2 separate regions of the Mus musculus genome follow, and region 1 is linked to region 2. Evidence: chromatin contacts called from public targeted proximity ligation data. All regions are on one chromosome and are shown on one strand. The core of a region is the stretch at or near the end of the contact, and the rest is flanking DNA. Distances in the headings are between cores, read along the strand shown. Region 1 overlaps Fads3 (fatty acid desaturase 3). Region 2 holds the start of Myrf (myelin regulatory factor).

The links.
Region 1: a contact with region 2 is called in a targeted proximity ligation map of pancreatic cancer cells. A contact is called at or near these places in 7 of 39 promoter capture datasets (the C10 cell line, the HPC-7 cell line, cranial neural crest and 4 more), 4 of 484 Hi-C or Micro-C datasets (bone marrow-derived macrophages and embryonic stem cells), 8 of 130 datasets of targeted methods (bone marrow-derived macrophages, embryonic stem cells, extraembryonic endoderm stem cells and 3 more) and 3 of 9 other capture datasets (adipose tissue, liver and pancreatic islet).

The regions. Positions count from the first base shown.
Region 1 is chr19:10,053,351-10,058,954 of GRCm38.p6, reverse strand. Fads3 (fatty acid desaturase 3) reads right to left here. Exons shown (of 12, transcript NM_021890.3): 4 at 4,834-4,935; 5 at 4,606-4,728; 6 at 4,289-4,349; 7 at 3,772-3,848; 8 at 3,261-3,358; 9 at 2,868-2,964; 10 at 2,659-2,738; 11 at 2,405-2,530; 12 at 1-1,070. The coding sequence ends at 1,019. Among named protein-coding and RNA genes, the nearest start is that of Gm29917, 8.2 kb to the right of the region's middle.
Region 2 is chr19:10,237,399-10,243,693 of GRCm38.p6, reverse strand. It overlaps Myrf (myelin regulatory factor), which reads left to right and starts at 2,946. Exons shown (of 26, transcript NM_001033481.1): 1 at 2,946-3,135. The coding sequence starts at 3,090.

The DNA of each region.
Region 1 (5,604 bases), core at 20-2,519, 180 kb after region 2:
TGACAGAGTCCACTGTCCCCTCTCCTCTCTCACCAAACTTGGGTTTAGGACAGTAGTAGAGTACTTGCCTAGCATGCCTACAGCACTGAGTTGGATGTAAAGCACTAGGGAAGGGGTGCCTTCCCAGATTGCAGTGCTTAGCTTGAAGGGAGCATCCTTAACACTTTGGGGAGAGAATCAAGATAAAGCAAAACTTCTGCCTTGAGCTGTTCAAAGGTTGATAGTGCAGTCAACTGTCAACTGTACCCATTGTCCAGATGAAGATCCTGAGGCCAAGTGAGAGGTTAGTTCCTGCTCAAGAAATAGTCCTTATATTTAAAGGACTTAGGGACAGAATGGCCACACTTGAGTCACTGCATATTCAGCACAACTGTTATGCAATACCCAGTGTAGCAGAGCTCCCACTACTGGGCTCTCCTGCATAGAGGGCTGTAGAAAGCCAGTATAGATATATAGGCTTTCCCATCCCATAATCCAGAGGCTCCTGCAGATGTGATCCTTAACCATAGGCTCTTGAGTACATAACTCCCCCCGGGATGCTGCTCAGTGTAGGAACAAACCATGGGGTAGAGTAGCTGTTGCCTCCATGACCCAGAGCACCCAGGGTGGAGAGGAACTCCTTACATTCCATCCCAGCTCCACAATGATGGCCCTTCCACCAAGTCTGAAGCAGATTTGGCTCCAAAATTCATGAAAGTCCAACACTTGGCTCCATGTGTCTGGGTTGCTTTTTATATAAAAATAACAAGTTTTCCTTCCAGTTCTTGCTCTAGGAAAACATGCTATGCTCACCGTGTCATTTTAAGTATGTTCCCTCCACCCTGGTCCTGTTGGACATGTGCCATGGCCATAGGATTGCTGACCAGAAAATGCTGAGGACTGAGGAAAGCCAGCAGGACCAGGCGGGCAGACAGGCTGCCCCAGCAGGGGGTGAGGATGACTGTCAATCTTGCCCAGTGACTCGGTGACTGCTGGAGTCTGGACCCTTACCCCTTCACCACCCATAAGGGTGCTGCCTTCATTGATGGAGGTATGCATCCAGCCAGATGTCGCCAGACTTCTTCAGGGACCTGAGAGGTGGGGATGGGGATCAGAGACTCAACTGGGAGGTATTAGTATCCCCCTGTGTCCCATAAGGAGTGTTAGAGTGAAGACATTCTTGTGAGTCCCCCGCCCCGCGCGCCCCCCTCCCTGCTCGGGACAGGCAGCTGTGTGAGGCCAGGTACTCATTAACCAGAGTGGAATCTGGACTGCAACAAGGAGGTGAGTGGCAGGTGGCCAAGTCCAGTTGTGAGCCTCAGTGGGCCTGGCCATCGTTCACCCTGTTGCCTCTCCCTGTTGGACTCTGCAACCCAAAAATGTGGGACACAGAAGCTGCTCCATCAGGATGCCAAAGACAAGTACTGAGGCCAGGAAAAGAACACTATATAGGTGTCTGCAGGTCGAGTATCCAACCTCTGTTCCCACTTCCAAGGCTACTTCTGGGAACTGAGCCCGGACAAGTACAGGCACTTTAGCTTTACCATTTCTGCTTTCACCCTTGCTCAGAATGCATGTCCATTTAGGGCATCTTTGCCACATTTGAAAGCCAGGTGGTCTCTCCTCCACTTAGTGGCCCTCCCACAAATCAGCACACTCCTGTCCCAGGGCCTCTATCTGGAATACTCTTCAGCTAGGTGCCCTCTACCCAGTGGCCAGTTGTCTCCCTGCTTCTCGCCTCTGCTTACACATCACCTTTGCCATACTTTACACCTGCTATGCCATAAACAATACCACACTCTACCTGCCCTCTGCATCCCCTCTCCTGCCTCCAGACTAGGTTTTCATTCTCATTGTGTTATTAAAAAGGTTCTCACGCTCTGTCATGTGCTCCTTGGCTAACCACTAACATTCCTTCTCGTCCCACTCAATGTGTGTTTATGTGTGTTTGTCTCTCACTCAACCTAAAGCTCACTGGCCAGTAAGTCCCAGGAATCCCTATTTCTGCCTTCCGGTCCTGGGATGACAGTACTGGCACATGCCACCATTCCTGGATTTTTACATGGGTGCTGGGGATTCGAACTCAGGTCCTCATCAATTACAAGGAAAGCACTTTACCCACTGACCCCTCTCCCCAGCCCTACAGTGCTTGCTTTCTGTTTCAACTAGAACATAGGCTCCAGCTCCCAGGACACAGGAACATCTCAGACTGTCTGACTCACTGCCATATTTGTAAAACTGCATGAGTAAGTCCTCCATGCTGTGGGGAAAGGAGAGCACTGGCTAATCAGGAAAGCTCTAGGAAGTCAGTTCTTAGGAAGGGCCCCCTCTGAGGGCAGGCGTACAGAAGATCAGTACAGGAGTAAGCATGGAGCCTTCGAAGAGACTAGTACATGCAGCCTGAGGGGCCCAGGTACAGCCTTACCCGATGATATCCACCAGAGCGGTGAGGAAAGGCTTCACCTCGTAGTGTAGGCCGTGCTTGGCGCAGAACGCCTTGACCAGGGGGGCCACCCTCCGGTAGTTGTGCCTTGGCATCGTGGGGAAGAGGCTGGAAAGGCAGGCAGATCTGAGTAGGGAGCTGAACCATGCCTCACCTCATCTTCCAGGGATCCCTCAGAGGGGAGTCCTGAGCCCTGGCTTTGGTCTCACCCAGCAAGCCCTCCAGGCCACACTCACTGGTGCTCAATCTGGAAATTGAGGTGCCCGCTGAACCAGTCAATGAAGAGCGAAGGTTCCACATTGCAGGTGGCTGCCAGCTGCAGGGTCAGGAGAGGTGCAAGGGAGAGACGCTGGCTTAGAACCTTGACCCCACCACCTGGCAGCCTCAGCAGGGCCTGGTCCCTCCCCGGCTAGCATATCCTCCCACCAGGCTCTCCAGTTCCTACCTGAGAGCTTGCCCAGTCCCGATGCTTTTCATGGCCAATCTCCTTGGGGATGTGGTTCATCTGCGTGATCCACACGAACCAGTGGCTCTCCAGCACCCTGTGAGGAAGGCTTCAGTACTACAGCGTCCTTAGTTAGGCTAAGCCCATGCCAACCTTTCTCAAGAGGGTCACCCACAGAGCCGCGGCCAAGCCGAGCTTGTTTCCTCAGACCTGCCAGCCCCAGGGTCTGGCCGCTCTGCTAGTGTTTGATTATGTACAGCAGGCACCTGAAGAGGTGGTGCTGCCACCCATCCTGCAGAGGGACAACAGACTGAACAAGGAGGGCTGTGGTCGAGGTCCCCTGCCACCTGTGTGAGACCTCCCAACTCCCCGTCACTCTGAGTCTGGGCATACCTGACAGCAACAAAGAGGAGCAGTGTCCCAGTGGCACCATAGAAGGGAGAGTAGGACAAGAAAAAGCGGGAGTAGAAACTGGCAGCCCACAGCAAGTCCTGCGAGGAGGATAGAGGCAGTGTTGAGTAGCCTCCATGGGCTGGGGACCTGGGAGGCAGGAGGAAGGGCTGGGCTCATTCAACTCATTTGCTTCAGGGTTCTGCCCCTCAATGGGCTTCTGCTACTATGGCTGAGTAAAAGAACAGGGGTCCACACCTTATCACCAGGTAGGACTGACCGTGGCAGTGACCTTGAAGGGTGCATTAGGGTAGCCTGTGCCTGGGACACAGATGCTTGTCAGTCAATCCAGTGATTCTACCCAGGGGGGGCCAGGAGGGCTCTTCCACAGTGCATACAAATCACATCAATGCACACACATACACTCATTCACCCTCAGGGATGGAGAGTGCTCTCGCCTGAAGCACTCTCCCAGAAAGCTACATGCCTGGGGTCCTGAGCAGTACCTACTCACCGTCCACTGCATGCACACCAGCATGTACGCCAGATTTTCAACTTCAAAGTTCACCAAGGTGAGCAGCGGAGGGCCAACTGCAAGAAGGGAACACAAGGGCATGGGGGAACAGGGATGGGTTACCCAAGTGGTGTGGGTGGAGAAGAGGAGGAACACCCATAGGTTATAAGTGCTCACCTCACACTGAGCTGAGCTCACAGCTCCCACAAGGCCCTATTCATATTCAGTCCCTTGCTGCCTGGCTCTTGGCCATCTCCCACCTCCCTTGTCCCTTGTGTAGGTAAGGAACCAGCCTTACACATTCCTGCCCTTGAGCCTACCCTGTCCCTGTTTGCAGAGGCAATTACAAAATACTCTAGGACTCCGGACAACCCTGACTTGAGGGCAGAGGGACTCTAGGGAGGGTGGGAAAGAGGACAACCAGAGCAGCAGGTGGCTGAGAGCCTTCAGGTAGGCAGCATAGGCTGAGGTGTAAGCCCTGCCACGTTCCCACCCCAAAGGGCCAGTAGGTACTCACTCAGGAAGAAGTATAGATGCTGGTGGTTGTAGGGCAGGTATCTGCGTTTCTTCTTGCCATACTGTGGAGACAGGCGTCGGCTGGGGAGAACAGCTCTCCAGGCCAAGATCAGGGGGCTGGCTGAGGCCAAGGTCAAAGGCAACTCTAGATTCTAGCCCCTGAGCCACTCATCCCCAGGTGGCTAGGAGGTGGGGGAAGGACTGGAACTGGAGCTAGAAGGTACGGTAAGCTGGGGGGCAAGCATGAGGTCTTAGTCCCTGCCAAGACCCCTTAGCTGCAGGCCTCTCTTGAGAAAACTCATGTCCCATCCCACCTACCTCCACAGATGACTCCCCCAGGAGGAAGACAGGTGCGACAGTCACATCTGGGTCTTTGTGGAAGATGTTGGGTTTGGCATGGTGCTGGAAGTGGCGGAAATTCCACCAGTGGGCGGAAAAGCCCTGTGGGGAGAAGGAAGCTCAGGGGCAGAGTTAGGCTGGGCTCCAACTTGGTACCCGCACACTTGAACAGACCCAGCACAGATGCCCGCCCCGCTCCACACTCACTTTCAACTGCCCCATCACGAACTGCTGGGCCACATGGTTCCACCTGGACTTAGTGAAGATGGAAGCATGACCTAGATCATGTTGCAGACACCAGCACTGGGCCTGGGGAGAGGGGTAGGTTAAGAGTGGAGGCAGAAGCCAGTCACTTCTGGCACCAGAGGTCAACCCACTACTAGTGATCCACCTACTACTGATGCTTTACTGAAACCAGCTGCCTCTTTAACTGGACCAACGCAATTGAGTTTGGCGGTGTGCCTGCATACCGATGTCAGAGCTCTGAAACATCATACCGCTGAATAATGGCTTCAGAAGCAAACTTTCTGTTCTTCTCATAGTGTCCTGTCTCCTGCTCCCCTGGATCCCCCAAGGCAAATGACAGAACCTAGAATTCTCTACCCTACCTGAAGCAGGCCATAGACACAAGGGCTCTTCTTCCTCAAGGCCTAAAATCACTGCTCTAATTTTCCCTTTTACCTTGGCGCTGACCGTGAAGAAGGGCTATCTCATCTGATAAGAGCTTATCAGACCCATTTCAAAAAGTGTTCCATCCCACACCTGGGAAGGAAGAAGGCCTCAGAAAGAGGTCAGGAAGACTCTGAGCAGTCAGCCTTGCCAGGATTCTGAGCCAGTCTGTTTCCACTGGCTCAGACCCTTTCATTCTGTTTCCATCTCACAGACCTTCTGTGTCTGCTCCCATTCCTACAGATTGTTCCTGCTTTATAAGAGCATACATGCTAAAGAAATAATAATAGATGACTCACTCTGACCTTT
Region 2 (6,295 bases), core at 1,697-4,196:
GATTTTAAAGTGTTCATCGTCTTGATAACGTGGCAGGTCTCCCCATCCTCAGCCCCTGATGAACTGACAAGATGACTACTGGGGTCACCAGCCCACCCTTAGACAGTAGACATTTAGGCGTGGAAATGAGGTGTGAAGTACAGAGGAAAGATCTTTGGGTAGTTGGGGTCTCAAAGGAATGCTATTTCTCTAGAGGTCGCAGGCAACTAAGGAAATAAATTCATCTTTGAAAGTTGCATGGTATGACTGGGTATTCACATTGTCTGTAGGCAGGCCTGACCCTGGTTGGAGGAGGGGCTGGAGTGCAGAATAACAATTGTCTTAGGGGAGTCTGCGGAGGAGACAAACCTCTGGATGCAAGAGCTGGAAAAGAATGGACCGCTCAGTGTGGCCCTCTCCCCCTCTCGGTGGGGCCCCGGCTGGAAAGAGGGAGCTGTGGTCAGTGCCCACAGCTGGGCCTCCAGCAAAATCTCACTCTATATACCTAAGAGAGGCAGCTCTGAGAACCGCCCCCAGAGGGACAAAACCTCATTGTGAGGCACCCGCCAGCCTAGGCATCCCCTCCCCCAAGTCCTCCTCGGAGGGCCACCGCAAGCCTGCTGACTGGGCCACATCTGGAGCTCAGGCTCTGACTGCCCTTCCCCCATGCTGGCCACTGAGAAGAAGGGAGACAGATGGGAGAATAGGAGAGCTCAGGGGGTCTCACTCGACTCCCTGCAAAGCTGGGCTTGTGCTCCACCTTAGTTTGGCAGCCACTGCCAGAAAGAGTCAAAAGTTCTAAGCTGGCTAGGTTGGTATCTTGATTTGATAGTAAGTTTTCCCAGCCTTCTGGGTTGTTGTTGTTGTTGCTGTTGTTGTTGTTGTTGTGTGTGTGTGTGTGTGCCTGACTTTGTAAACCCCCACTGGCATTGCACTTGCAATCCTCCTGCCTCAGCCTCCCAAGTACATTGGTTATAGGTATATTCCCCCACGCTTCGGGAGGCTGCTCAGTTTCATCTTTCCCAGACAGTGGTAAAGCTTTCTGGTTTTGACTTCCTATGCCTAAGGGTTCTCTGAGGATGTGCCCTGAACCACTCTGTAGTGTGGTGATTTACTGGGTCTGGGATTCTAGAATCCTAGATCTAGGGTTCTGAAGTTTACAGGTGCCATTCTCCATACATTCAACCTGTACTTTTTGAGTACCTATTGTGTGTGAGGTGTGTGTGTGTGTGTGGGGGGGGGTTGGTGTTGAAGTTATAGCAGTGCCCTCATAGGCCTTCCTGAGAAGGAGACTAATGGAAACTACATGCAGAGCTACGCGCCTATGAGGGTGAGACAGGTTGAGGTGGAGTAACTGCTTTGGAAAGAATACCCCAAGCTGGGCAGTGGTGGTGCACAACTTTAATCCCAGCACTTGGGAGGCAGAGGCAGGCAGATTTCTGAGTTCGAGGCCAGCCTGGTCTACAGAGTGACTTCCAGGATAGTCAGGGCTACACAGAGAAACCCTGTCTTGAAACCACCACCACCACCACCACCCCCAAAAAAAGAATACCGATGTGTGCACTGAGGTCTGGTGGCTGAGAAGAACTAGCCATTTGGGAGCAAGCATCACAAATGAACTAACATGTGCCATGGCCCTGTGGCAGATGTGGGCCTGGCATGTTCGGGTGATGGCAGAAGGTCTTGGTAGCAATGGTTAAGTGAGCCACGCAGAAAGCAGTTGAAGCTGAGGTCATTGTTACAAGTGGAGAGAGATGAGCCAGGTTTCTGAGAAACCAGGGCAAGAGGTTTAGATGTCAGAGTGCAAGGAGAAACCACTGGTTTTACCAAAGGCATGGTGGTATGATCTGACTTCTGCTTCATAAAGAATTAGTTGGGAGGACTGTAGAGGAATCATTAGGAGAGATGCTGTGTAATGGGGGCAAGATGGAGGTGAGAGTCCAAACAGGAGACACGATGGTTTCATCCCTATGTGATTTCAGATTAAACATCAGGTAGGGCAGCAGGGAGTAAGAGTATAACTCTTAGTGGTGGTGGCACACGCCTTTAATCCCAGCACTTGGGAGGCAGAGGCAGACAGATCTCTGAGTTTAAGGCCAGCCTGGTCTACAGAGTGAGTTCCAGGACAGCCATGGCTACCCAGAAAAACCTGTCTTGAGGAAAAATAAAGAATGGCTCTCATTAAACTCTGAACCCTATTGACCTTGAACTGTACTGCCTAATACTACCAAGGTCACACATAACTAATTATGCTCAAAATAATTAAAATAAAACAAAGCTGAAAAGTCAGGAGCTCAATCCCCAGAGCCATATTTCAGATGCTCAGCTGCCACTGTGGCTAATGACAACACCTAGAGTATTTCCACCATTCTAGAAAGTTCTATGTAGAAGCACTTCTCTAGAGGGCACTCATTAATCCTTAGCTTCCTCATCTGTAAATGCAAATTGTAATAGTTCCAGACAGGTGGCAAATGCCTTTATTCTCAACACTAGGGAAGCGGAAGAAGGCGGATCTCTCTGAGTTTAAGGCCAGACCTACATAGATTCGGTGTGCGTTGGGCCTTGGGGGGTGGGGGTGGGGAGTGGGGAAGTGGGTGTGTACCTCCCTAACAAAGACCTGCCGGAATTAACAGAGTTTAACACCTATAGAGTACTTAGCACAGAGTATCCCTTTGTTACCTGGGATAGGGTGAATACGAAAAGGAATAGGAGCTATCTCTGAGATCTGGTACTGAAAACCCTCAGATTCATAATCTGGAACCCTACCTATACCAGAAAAGAGTGAAAAGCGACTAATCCACAGACTTTAAGGCAAGGCAGTACCCAGGACACCACCGCCGCGTCGAGCGCCCCCTGCAGACGACGCGGCACCCTGCTACCCGAGGTTGCGGCTCTGGGCGTACCGCCAGAGGGCGCTGAGGGCGGCGGGCGGGGCGCGGGGCAGGCGGAGGCCGGGCTAGGGCTGCGGGGAGCGAGCGTGAGGAGAGCCTGGCCGGACTGTACCGGGAGCCCAGCCGGGACTGTCGCGCGGGCCGCGCCGGCGATGCCGCGCCCCCGGGCCAGGCTGTAGCGGGGCTGCGGCCGGAGCGCACGCGGCGGGCAGGCGGGCCATGGAGGTGGTGGACGAGACCGAAGCGCTGCAGCGCTTCTTCGAAGGTGAGAGACCGCGGGGTTGGCTGGGCGATCAACCTCCTGCTCTGGGATAGGCCAACCAGTCTCCCTGAGGACAGGAGACCCATGGGGTTTCCACCATGCACCCAGAAAGGACCTCCAGAAAGCCTCCTTTTTGGCAGGGACTCTACTTCAGACTGGCAACAGCGAGGTGAATGGCTTCGAGATAGGGAGTCTCTAGATGTCTGCCCAAGCCCGTTGGACTTGGGTTTCCCCGAATCGGCCTCCAACACTCAACTTCCTTGGGGATGGGTTCCTTCTGTGCTCGGCTCTCCTCGAAGCCTTTCGGGTCCTGCGGTCCCTGAATGGTGATACTCCAACCCTCAGCACACTTCTCTAGTCTGAGGACGCTGTACTCCACCCATACCAGCCTCTTTCTTACTCCATCTAGCCTGGGACTTCCCTTTTCCCTTAAGGCTGGGACCCCAGAGCCTAGCCTACCTTCTAGGAGCAGGGACCTCCTGACTGTGCTTCCTGGAGGCTGAGACATCCTTGGAGGCTGTCACCTGTCTTGGGCAATGCTGCTTCCTCCACTAAGGCTGAAATAAATGCTCCTCTAAGCAGCTACTACTTCCTTGCCTGGGGCAGGACCTTCTCTTTAGTGTGATTTCCTAGAGATGGAACTCCCTTGAAGCTGGCTGACATCTCTGTCACCAGCAACCTCTGCCCTAGGAGACCTCCAATGCTGTAAATGGCACCCCACCAGCCCCTATGAGGCGCCTCAGGGTTGGGTCCCTCACACCTGACCCAGGAGCTGACCTGGTCCCCCCCTCACCTTGACCTGAACTTCTCCAGTAGGATCTATGTACGCTCCATTATATATGTTTTCCTCACCTCCCCCACCTCCCAACCCCCACATTGATTTTAGAGTCTGGTCCTGGTCTAAATACTGCCTCAGCTTTTCCTGAACAGACCCTGCCCCTCCCCCCATGAAAGCTGGGTTCAGGAGGGAAGGGGCTGGTGTAGGAGGGGGAGGGGAAGTGCAGGCTGACATCTCCCAGCCTGCTGGGTTTCTCAGACCCTTATTGGAGACCGAGGCACTTGAACACCTTTTGTATCTATCCCCACTATGTTGAGAAACTATTCCCTGCCTCACCCTCTTCCTAGTCCCTCAGCTAACATCTTGCCCCTAAGTACTGGTCGAGGCTTCCATGAGCAGAACCTGTTGCCCTCAACATACCAGGCTGGGACTGTGAGTTGCAGGATGGAAAATCAAGACCCAAGTTTAAAGCCCAGTGCCCAGTTCCTGAGAGATTTCCCCACGCAAGAAGAGGACTTTATTCGTTTCTCTTTCCATGACGTGGGGAACCACAGAATACTTTTGTCCATCCACTCCTACATCTGAGCAGCCCAGGAGAAGACAGCTCCAGTCTCAGGTTAACTTAACTCTAGGATGTTGAACACCCAGGCAGAACAAGTCTTGAGGCTGCAAAATGCTAGGCTTGGACTAAATTCAGTGATCAAGTCTGAGGCAGCTATACCATTTGAGGGTGCAAGACACCACCCCTCAGTCCAGGAGCTCTCTGGGAGCTTCCCAACTTTGGGCAATAGGCTAAGAGTGCACAGGGACTTTGTGAGTAAAGATTCTAGAAGAAGAAAGAAGTCAGTGGTCCTTGTTGGGTACAAGTACTGATTGGGGGTGCCTAGTGTATTCTTGGTGCCCCTAGTGACCCATGAACCAGGACTCTTTGGTTTATGTAGGTATCCCTCCCCCACCCCACCCCCACCTGGGCTCTGGGCACAGGGGTGGGCCTAATTGGCCTGGACTCCTCACTTCTGAGCCAAACTTTCCCTCTTGGCCTGAGGTGGGGGGGTGGTGGTGGTGGATGGAAGGCTGACGCCACAGCTTAGCCATGCAGCTGCCTGGCAGGGAGGCTGGGCTGCTCCCTCCAGAGAGATAAGAGGAGACTCAAGAATGTCTGTGGGGAGCAGGCGGGGTGTGGGGCCTGCTCAGGAGGGCCGGGATTCAGCAGTCTTCCAGAACCTGGGAATAGGGGCAGGGTGGGTGGACACCTGGTTCAAGTCCTTAAGGCAGTCTGAGAGGGGAAGGCCTTGGCAGGGAATCCATTGGGTGGTGAAATGGAAGTTCTCACTGGAAGGGAGAAAGCATAGAGCAGTGGTGTGCTCATAAACATGAGTGCGCCCCTACTAGGAGGTGTGAAACCTTGTTTTGTGGATGTTTTGAGTCATTCCTCAGCCTCAGGTAGTAGTGTATGCTCTCACACTCAAATGGCCACCCTCAAGTCCTCATCCAGATTCCCACATGGCCTCAGCCATTCCCTCTAGGCAGTGGGTAGAAATCTCCGTGGTTTGGGTTCTGGGCTGGGAGACAGACTGGCCCTTGCTGAAGGAGCAATCTAAAGAAGAGTCTCTTCTGTCATGGCTCCCACTAGCTCTGCACACAGAGGCATGTCCTGCCCTGCTCTGGGTAGATAGTGAGACTGGGGGCTAAGGCGCTTTGGGCCTTTGGTGGGAGGCTGGGACAGAGCGTCCCCCTCGAGGCTGGTACAGCTGGGTCCCCGTGACTTCCCAGTTAATCCCCTGGAGATAGGCACCAGCCGTCCAGAGTAGAAGGCACAAGGCCTGTAGAGAGAGGACCCTTCAGACAGGATGCATTGGCTCCCAGCAGGTAACTGGGTCTAGGGGATGCTATATTGCTCTTCTGCTGATTGAGGGAGGGGGGCCTTGACCTCTTAGAGCCAAGTCATTTTCACAGGACTTGACCAAGACCCCAAAGGCTGATTCATGCAGGGACACTGAGAGCTGTGTGGTCCTAAGCAGAGCCTCTCTGAGACTTCTTTTTTTTTTCTCTCACCTGGCACATAGAACTCAGTGGCAGAGGTCTCCATTGGTGCCCCCAGCTCTGATGATCCTTCTGTCCCAATCCTGGGAAGGGGGCTATTTTAGATACAAACAGAGGATTCTGGGTGGAGGCTGTGCTGATGGTGATGCTAGCAGTTCATGTCCTCTAGCCAGTGTTCCCCAAAGCAGTTTTATGTAGGGTGTATTGGCAGTTTGGATATCGAAGGGATTTTGTCGAAGGGAGTTTTGAATAGCCCGAGAGGGCTTGGGGGCTGACATGGGCCTTGGAAGCCTCCAGGACTGGAGGAGGAGGAGGCCTGAGTTTCACTCTTTTTGAATCCAA